Regions from separate parts of the Anas platyrhynchos genome. Here region 1 is linked to region 2. The links are chromatin contacts, called in public Hi-C maps. All regions are on one chromosome and are shown on one strand. Each heading gives the region's core, a stretch centred on a gene start, on an enhancer-like site or on the middle of the called end of the contact. The rest is flanking DNA. Distances are from core to core; before and after follow the strand shown. Region 1 has its middle 210 kb from the start of LRATD2. Region 2 holds the start of MYC (MYC proto-oncogene, bHLH transcription factor).

What was found. A called contact is a pair of places that touch in the nucleus more often than the background predicts.
Region 1: a Hi-C map of skeletal muscle shows a contact between it and region 2, with 2.8 times the contacts expected there. The contact joins the enhancer-like site here to the promoter of MYC in region 2. A contact is called at or near these places in 3 of 8 Hi-C or Micro-C datasets (liver, skeletal muscle and subcutaneous adipose tissue).

What each region holds. Positions count from the first base shown.
Region 1 is chr2:10,562,573-10,567,493 of IASCAAS_PekinDuck_T2T, reverse strand. No RefSeq gene overlaps it. Among named protein-coding and RNA genes, the nearest start is that of LRATD2, 210 kb to the left of the region's middle. Within about 2 kb of position 1,498, at least 2 of the 8 cell types and tissues checked have an H3K27ac peak or open chromatin away from gene starts, as enhancers often do.
Region 2 is chr2:10,333,180-10,337,990 of IASCAAS_PekinDuck_T2T, reverse strand. It overlaps MYC (MYC proto-oncogene, bHLH transcription factor), which reads left to right and starts at 2,783. Exons shown (of 3, transcript XM_038175084.2): 1 at 2,783-3,057; 2 at 4,156-4,811. The coding sequence starts at 4,171.

The DNA.
Region 1 (4,921 bases), core at 249-2,748, 230 kb before region 2:
GTTCCTGTTCATTCTCACAGAAGCCCTGGGCCCATCCAGGAGACATGACAGAAGGGTGAACCCACAGGCAAAGAAATGATGCTTCAACTCTTTTTTTTTTTTTTTTTTTTTTCCTACGAGACACTTCCCACACTTCCCTCTGGAATATTTTTTTCTGGAACTGAACATGAATTTAAGCCCTCTGGTCCTGCTGTACCTTTTAAGCAGTTTTCCTTGTGAATACCTCATGAGTTTTTATAGCAGAGGAAAAACATGACTGCCACACAGAGGTGCTTCAGCCAGCTTTGAGTTTGAGTTGTGAATTCTTCCCCACACACAGAAAAACAATTGGATGGCAAGTACAGGATTCAAAGTCAGCCTGCTAGTAGAAAAACATAAATCACATAAGGTTGAAGTCATCCTTTATTCACAGTGAGTTGTATCTGATTTGCGATGAAAGGAATGCATTGTACATGGAGTAAAATTGGTAATTAGGGAAGACAGGAAGGCGGAAACTGACTGAGAATTTGGATCAAGATACAAGTTTCTGTATGACATTCCCAATTCCAAAAGTATTTCTAGATACCTAAGCAATACTTGGCCCTCATTATTATTAATTTCAACTCCATTATATCCCCGTAAGGCAAGCAGCATTCAGCTTCCTCTCCGAGATGGCAATTAATCATACTGGATGCATAGTAATTGACCCAGGTAAAGGAACATAACTTATCTATGGGTTTTGGCTTCCTGAAGGTCCTCATGCTGTCCTTCCCTCTGCTTCTTTCCTCTTCCACAAGCAGAGTCAGGGCTGCAGCCTGAGCCATCCGTACTGAAACATCCCAGATACATTTGCAAACTCAGATGCTGCAAGGGAGGCACATTGCAGCTAGCTTTCTGCCATGGTGAGAAGCAGAAACTTCTAGTGCAACACGGTGATGCTCAGCAGCTTGGACACAAGTGCTGGCTGCATGCAGGCAGGAAGCTCCTATAGCTCTCAGCCCATTACACTAATGGAAAATTGCAATTCTTCCAGTCCTATTGCTTTGCTGTGCTTTGCATCTCTTCTTTTCAAAAGTAAACGTTTCTTCATGGACATCATCCTGGCCTGATTAAACCACAGGAATACACAGTGTCTGTTTTCAAAATTCTGTGACTACTAATTAATTTATGTCATCAAACAATTATTTTCTACCTCATTAGTACATGAAATGTGAAGATTGTGTCAGCACTTTTGCTGGCAGTCTTGAGCTCACTAGTTTGTAGTCTTAGCCAGAAAAAAAAAAAAAAAAAAGGAAGGGGGAGATAGGGAAAAGACTCCATTTGACAAGCTGCAATGCATGTTTGAAGCAACAGGTGCTGCAAACTGGTTATTTTCATGTTTTCCTTGGTGTAAGATGACTGAAATACCACCACATGGAAATTTTTCTCAGTCATGATTTGATGACTAATGTATCATGAAAGGGAAGAGTGGGGAAGTGGAACAAAGAATAGTGAGAAGGATTGTTCTAGTGCTCACATACCACAACAGAATGTCATCATGTGCACCTCATGGCCTTATTTCTCAACCTGAACGACAGATCTCACCCAAGGTATTTGGGTCAGGTGACGGGGGTTTCACTTCTCAGATTATAAGACAAGGATCTGAAACAACACTTCACATGGGAAATTGTGGGACACCACAGTCAGGGTAGCAAATATAGGTGGAAATGAAGATTAATTTGAGCTACCAGGTCCAACAAGGCCTTGCCAACAACCACATACTTACCTGCTTGCTTCACAAAGGCCCTCAGCACGTTCAAGGAAGTTTCCCATGATCACTGTTTATAAAAATAGCAAACAGATGTGGTGATCAGCTAGCAGTACATGAGTAGGAGTCAGAACTCTCTTGTCCTTGACTGTTTGCTGTCTTTCAGTATGCTAGTTGTTCATCTGATTATTTTTTTCTGGCATTCCTTCAGCCCCCAGGTATTTTATTTTTTTTTTGTATTTTATTTTATATTTATTTTCTAGTTAAGCTGTGTTAGGATCAGTGTTTCTTCAGTTTTTAATTCTGAAGAAGCACTGTTTATTGGTAATACTGACTTTTTAGTCAGTGCAGTGCAGAATTTTGCAATGAATATAAACTATTAGGAAATATTAAAAACAAAAATCTATAAGGGACATCTGTTTGTCAAACAATTTGAAACATTTGCGCCATGAGACAATTTTTATTCTTCTTGAGGTTTTCTGCTGCATATGGGATGAATAGTTTTAGTACAAATTCCCACTGCCGTATTTTGACAATCATTCTTGTTGGACTGAATCTTTCTTTAACTAGTTATAGGACTAGAGGGAACGGCCTCAAGTTGCACCAGGGGAGGTTCAGGCTGGAAATGAGGAGACATTTCTTGTCAGAAAGAGCAGTCAGGCACTGGGACGGGTTCCCAGGGAGGTGGTAGAGTCACTGTCCCTGGGGGTGTTTATGGAAATGTTGGACCTGATGCTTAGGGATATGGTAAAGAGGGTGATATTGTTGGTTGGAGAAAGTTGGACCAGATGATCCTGAAGGTCTTCTCCAATCTTAATAATTCTATAATTTCAACTGCTGAAGATGCTTCAATCACAGAAGATAAAGCCTATCCAGGAAAGGAAAACAAGTACAACATACTCAAACTATTTTTCTCTTTAATCATCTCAGAAAAAATACAGGATTGATAACTTTGTCACTAGAGTTTTTCCAATCTCAGCGACAAAAGTACAGCTGACATGCTCTGGAGCTGGTCCTTCTTCAAGCAGAAAGTTGAATAGATAATATCCATAGTTACTTCCAATAAACCTTTTAAGGTTACAGAAATGTTTATGTGGTATTGAAGAAACATTTCTCCACATTTTAGTCCACTTACTGCTTTGTTTTTTTTTCCCTGATTTGGATTTTTTTTTTTTAAGGCATATTAGAATTCATAGCAGAATTTCTGAGTTTCTAACACAACTACTTAGATGGTATATAGAAGTGTGACTTGTTTTAAATGACCTCTTAATGACCATGCCCAGTGGCTAAGGATTCCAGTGAAAATATCAGTTTGAGGGGAAAGAAGGTCATGAGTTCAAGACAGCAGATAGGACCCAGGAGAACTGCCTTTGCCACAATCTCAGTAGTTCTATTAGATTTACTCGTACTTTATATATACACTGTGCTGCTGAAGAATAAGAAAGGAGACTAGATAAATAACATAAATAATGCCTAAAATGAGTGACGTGAACACTCCTCAACATTACATTAAAAGATATCAGAACATTTCCATTCAAATGAAATGTCTTCAAGTACTCATTGAAGACAAAACACTACAGAGGGATTTCCAACGTATGAGGCCATTATTAGAGCTCAGGACTTTCTAGTCATGCCTGACCTGGGGGAAAACTAAGTAAATAAAATAAAATACATATATTTTCCCCGATGATTTTGGGAACATTTCCTTTTTAAAAAGTTTTCCAATCTTTTTTTTTTTTTTTTTCCTAATATCAGTGCCAAATAAATAAATTTTGAAGCTTGATAACTGGCACACAATAGAATGCACAGTGTCAAAAAAAATAATAATTCTGAAGTTAAAAATATCAAGTTTTCTTAATTACCTACACATGAAAATTCCCCTGGTTTAGCAGCTTAATATCTAGAGAGATGTGAAACTCAGCAGTTTCAGTTCACAGAACATAATGAAAACATTCTTAGATTTTGATTTGCATGGGGTCACATTTACAAAGCTTCTCTAGAGTTTCATATTCAAAGAAATTAGACACTCAGGTATCAAATCAAGGGTAAAATATTGGCTCCACTTAACCCAGGGGTAGTTTTGAAACTAATCGTTTTGTTGGCTGAAATTCACTGAAACTGGTCTTGTACTTTGGTGAATTTCCCTTCAAGTCTTTTGATGTTAGTGTTGAAATGTCAAGTAATCAACCTTATAGACAAGTCCACTAGAATTTAACTATAGTGAAATTAATAATTAAAACAAGAAATAAAAAAGCTGACAGTAAAAAATGACATAAAATCTAAGGAACTGTAATAGAAAATTGTAACATGTCTCCACAGTTTATGAGTTTGCTCATTAAGCTCCACAGCAGAGATAAACTTCTCTATTAAATTCTATTGTAGGACTTTAAAGAAAATCTATATTATTTTATCACACTGTTGGTTAGGTGTTCATGGCAAGATCAGGACATTGTCATAAGTATCTTATCAGTGCACATTATACAGCTCATTGTCTGAACATTATATTTAACAAAGAAATACTGCACCCTATTTAAAACATCTGGACAACTGAAATTTATACTCAGCTATACAGTGCTTATATTTATCTTTAGCACAGAAATTATTTAAATACATATTTTTATTTACAAAAATGTAATTTTAAAAAGTATCTGTTCACTTTTTTTTTTTTTTTTTTTTTTTTTTTTTTTTTTTTTTTTTTTTTTTTTTTTTTTTTTTTTTTTTTTTTTTTAACCCTCTGGGGCTTCTGCAAATATCAGACAGCATGTAACAAAACCTTTTACAGCAATGAAATTCTCCTTGGAGTTCACAGTATGCCTAAACAATATCACTCCAAAGAACATTTCTGGTGGCATGAGGAAAACACCTGAAAATATGGAGTTAATAAATCAGTATCTGTTTGACTACAATTCAGTGTCACTTCTCTTCTATAATAGATGTTTTCTTCTTGTGGAAAAATAGTCCATTTTCTTAAGTGGTGGTATGATTTCAGAAATCCGTAGGTGCTATAGAAAAAGCTCACAGGCTGACATTTTTTTTTTTTTTTTCCATAAATATTTTTTTTCCAGTAAAAACGTAGAATTTCCCAGAGTCCACAGATAGCAGTGGTAAACGATGAGTATTGACACTGATTGACGTCTTCGGCACTGGAAAACCAGTCAGCACGACAAGGAGATCCCCTTTTTTTTTAAATTATGA
Region 2 (4,811 bases), core at 1,534-4,033:
CACCCAGGCTTCCCCTGCCCCCTCCTATTTATCACCAGACCACCTCCACCCCCCCCCACCCCCCCCCCCCCCGTGTTAAAATGCTCCCTTTGACTCTGCTGTCTCCTTAACGTAATTCTGGCGTATTTATTCCTCACATATAACAGCTATTTTGTCAAAAATGGCCTTTTCACTGGAGATTTATACTTATTGTTTTCATACCTTGCCCTGTGTTCTTTCACAGACGGGGCTTGACTTAAGAAACCAGGGCAAACCACCATGTAAGGTCTGCTGTGGGATGCCCCAGCATTGGCTCCCCAAGGAAAAGCGAATTTAGGGTCTGCGTGAGACCTGAAGAAAACCTATAGAATATTTTAAAGACCGTTTCCTCTGAAGGCTGTATTGTTTCAATAGCACTTTTCTTCCAGTCCTCCTTTCCTGTTTTCCCATTCATATGAGCACGGGGTATTTTAAGAGTCCATCTGCTCACGTTACTTATTCCTCACTTCAAGTCATAATCCTCTGTGATACCGCAGTTAATTGCTCCGCGTGTGATTATATTGCTTCACGAACAGGATTATGATTTTCAACCCTATCAGTACTGGAGTCATTTCAAAATATTTCTGCTGTTACCAGCTCCAGCTGAATTTCGACAGCTTTTACAATTCTGAGGGTAATCACTGCGTTTCGGGCTCTTCGGCTGCTGTTCTTAGATAAAAGCACCCATACCAAGTTTTACACTAATAGCTAGATTAATTTGGATCTTGCACCCTCCTGGCTGACTTCAGGCCTGCCTTGAGTCACGTTATTTCCATTCACATCAGCGAGCTCTACTACACGAGAGTGATGCCTTTAAAAATAGCACGATGTATTTTAAGCCATCTCGGAGCAAGGGTAAACCCAGTTCTTAAAATGTCACTAGGTGAAGCATCCCCGTTATGACTACGCAGCAGCTCTTGCCTCTCGCTTCACTCTTTCTGCGTGGATCCATCCCTCCTTTGCTACCCGACAGCAGAGGCGGGACGGCAGAAAGCGCCCCAAAGTGCACTCGGGGACATTTGCTTGGTGAGGAGTTGGACGGTTGTAGATGTGCTTTGCTGGAAGGCTGCTCAGCAGAAATGGTCGTTTCCCGTTAAAAACAATAAGAGTATATATTGTTAATAAAATAATTAAATAATTCAAATAAAATAATTAAATAAAAAAAATAGTAAAATAGTGAAAATAATATTTTTTTTCTTTTTTCTTTTTTTTCTTTTCTTTCTTTTCTTTTTTTTCCTTTTTTTTTTTTTTTTAATTTTCTTTCTGGGAGGGGGGTGCTGCGGGGGGAGGGAGGGGAGGAGAGAGTCGCAGGTGCCGGAGAGGGGGTGGGGGGTGTTTCGCGCTGCCTCCCGCGGGCTCGGAGCGGCCGGGAGGGGGCGCGATGTCCCCACGGTAGTGGCGGCGGCCGTGGGAAAGCGGGGCCGCCCCCCAGCGCCGGCGGGAGCCTCACAGGGGGTGGGGTGGAGCCCCCCCTCCCCCCCCCGCTTCCATCCCCCTTCCATCCGTCCTTTCCCCCCCCAGCTTCGGTCCTCTCGCCCCGTGGGGCGGCCCCGAGCTTTGCATCCTGCCCTGTGGGTTGTGCTTTAATAAATAAATAAATAAATAAATAAATAAATAAATAAATAAATAAAATAAAAGTGGGGAGGGGGATATATAAATAAATGGGAATAAAAAAATCCCAGCAGGGATGGGATAAGTTGGGGGGGGGGGGGGAAACGGACACTACGTTCCGTGGAGCGGAGAGTAGAGGGGCTTTGCTAGGGAGGTTTAGGGGAATTGAGGGGATTTGGGGAGGGAATAGGGGGTGAGGGCTCAGCACGGGGAAGGGGGGGGGCTCGGGGAAGCCGCAGGTGCGGCGGTGGGAGGGATGGGGGCGTCAGCTAACGGTCCTGGGGGGCCGGGCAGCGAGATGGGGGCGTCCCGTCGGGGGTGGGCACCGGGAGCTGGGGCGGGGGGGGACCCCGGGAAGGGACAGGGAAGGGGCAGGGGGCAGCCGGGGTGTGACAAAACGGGCTGCAAGGTGACCCCCGCGGGCCTGTGCCCCCCCTCTCTTACACCCCTACATCCCCCCTCCCTCCCCCCCCGCAGCCTCCTTTTCTCCCGTTTAATCCTCCCGCAAAGGCGGGATAAGAAAGCGGCGACCCGGGGCGGGGGTGCCCGAGTCGGAGCCCCCCCGATGAGGCTGGGTGCCCACCGAAGCCCCCCTACATGGAGGGGGAGTGTTGGAAAAAGGGGTTGAACCCCCCTCCCCCTTGTGCCCTGTCGGGGAGCGCTGAGCAAGGAGGGAAAAGGCGAGGAGCAGCCTTTTAATCCCTCCTAGTAAATTTTTTTTTTTTTACTATGTTTACTTCCGACCTCTCCTTGCGCAGCTCGTAGTAAGAAGGGTGGAAAAAAAATAAATAATTAAAAAAATAAAAATTAAAAAAAAAATAAAAAATAACCACCGCGGAGCGCTGCATCACCTCCCCCCCCCCCCAGCCCTTCCAAACCTCCCGGCGGAATTAAAGGCTGGGGGATTGTGTGTGTGTGTGGTGGGGGGGACACGCGGAGCTCCTCGGCCGCCCCCTCGCGGTGCCGCGCTCCCCGCCGCCAGGCGCGGAGCTCTGCGCGCCCGCTGCCGAACGGGGGCGCGGGAGGCGTCGGCGCGCACGGCGGGAGCGAGCGGGGGCCCCGCGGTGGTGCCCCCGCCCCCCGCGGCACTTTTACGCCCGCCCCTCGCCGGCTCTTTAAAGCAAGAAAGCAACTAAACTTCTATTGTAGCAGACAGAGCGCGCCGCGCCGCCTTGGACCGTACAATCTGATTCCCCTTCTCTCCGCTGCTCCTTGATTTTTTTTTTTTTTATTTTTTTTTTTCTAAACCTTGGTGGGAGGAAGAGATCTACGTTCTCCCGGCGTTTTGTCCTTTTTTTCCCCGTCCTATCCGGCGGTTCTTTTTATAATTTTATATATATATTATTTTTTTTCCTTATTTTGTTGGTCCCCGCACCGCCCGCAATAATTGCCTCGCTCCGTTTCGCAGCTGGCGCCTTGGAGAAGCCGGTGAGTCGCGGGGCTCCGCTTTTCCCATCACTCGATCCGCCGCGGTAGTGGCTTGGACTGACAGGGCTGCTGACACCGGGGGCCGCCGGGGCTGCGCTCCGAGGACGGGGACACCGGCGGTCCCCCCCGGGGGACGCTCTCCTGCGCCGGGGCACCGGCCTTCCCCATCCTTTCGCTTGCTCTCGGCTCTTCAAATATCTATCTATTTTTTATTTTTTTTTATTTTTTCTCGGGGGAGGGGAAGCATTTGCTTCTCCCGCGTATGCATGGGCAGGTTATGCTTATTGCACATTCTGCCTATATTCATATATATGGGTATATATATATATGGATATATGGATACATATATATATAGATATATATGCATGTATATATATACGTGTGTATATATATATATATCTTTGCGTAGACATATATATTTATTTATATATATATTATATGCGTGTATATGACAAGACCTGGCAAACTTTGCTGAGGTCCCTGCCCGTCCCCGCGCATTGCCCGCACGCCCAGGTGGGTGGCAAGGGGGCAGCCCCCCTGGGTGCTCGAAGCTCCCCGCAGCTCTCCCTTCCCTTCCCGGCTCGGTCCCGGATTCCCGATCCCGGGCTGGCGGAGCTGCTCCGGGAGGGAAGGAAGAGGGCTTCGTGCCGGAGCCGTGCCCCGTGTGAACGCGGCGGCTGCGGAGGGGCGGCGGGAGGGAGCCGAGCCGAGCCGTGCCGCGTCGAGCTGAGCCGTGCCAAACCGTGCAGAACCGAGTAGGGCTGCACAGAGCTGCCGGAGCCCCTCCGGGAGAGCCGCGGGGAGGGTGGTCGGGGCGGCACCGGGAGCTGCCCCCCTCGGTAGATCAAGTCGCGCCTCCGACTTGGGAGAGGGTGAGGGGAGGTCGTACCTTTTTTATTATGATTATCATGGATTTTATTATGATTTTTTTTTAACATTAATTTGAAACCGACCGCGGGTTTTTTTGCCCGTCGGCACGGCGCGGGGAGCCGGGAGGGAGCGCTGCGCGCTGGGGGGCGGTCGCCCCTTTAGGGTCGCGGGGGGAGAGCCGACCCCCAAGGCTCACCCCGGCGTCCCCCTGTCCTCCCCCTCCCGCAGGCACCAGCCGCCGCGATGCCTCTCAGCGCCAGCTTCCCCAGCAAAAACTACGATTACGACTACGACTCGGTGCAGCCCTACTTCTACTTCGAGGAGGAGGAGGAGAACTTCTACCTGGCGGCGCAGCAGAGGGGCAGTGAGCTGCAGCCCCCAGCCCCGTCCGAGGACATCTGGAAGAAGTTTGAGCTCCTGCCCACGCCGCCCCTGTCGCCCAGCCGCCGCTCCAGCCTGGCCGCCGCCTCCTGCTTCCCCTCCACCGCCGACCAGCTGGAGATGGTGACGGAGCTCCTCGGAGGGGACATGGTGAACCAAAGCTTCATCTGCGACCCGGACGACGAGACCTTCGTCAAATCCATCATCATCCAGGACTGCATGTGGAGCGGTTTTTCCGCCGCCGCCAAGCTGGAGAAGGTGGTCTCCGAGAAGCTGGCGTCCTACCAGGCGGCCCGACGGGAGGGGGGTCCCACAGCCCGGCCCGGCCCCACGGGACCCCCCACGGGGGGACCGCCGCCTCCGCCTCCCACCGGCCCCGCGGTATCGTCCGGGCTCTACCTGCACGACCTGGGCACCGCCGCCGCCGACTGCATCGACCCCTCGGTGGTCTTCCCCTACCCGCTCAGCGAGAGAGCCCCCAGGGCCGGGCAGCCCGGTGCCAG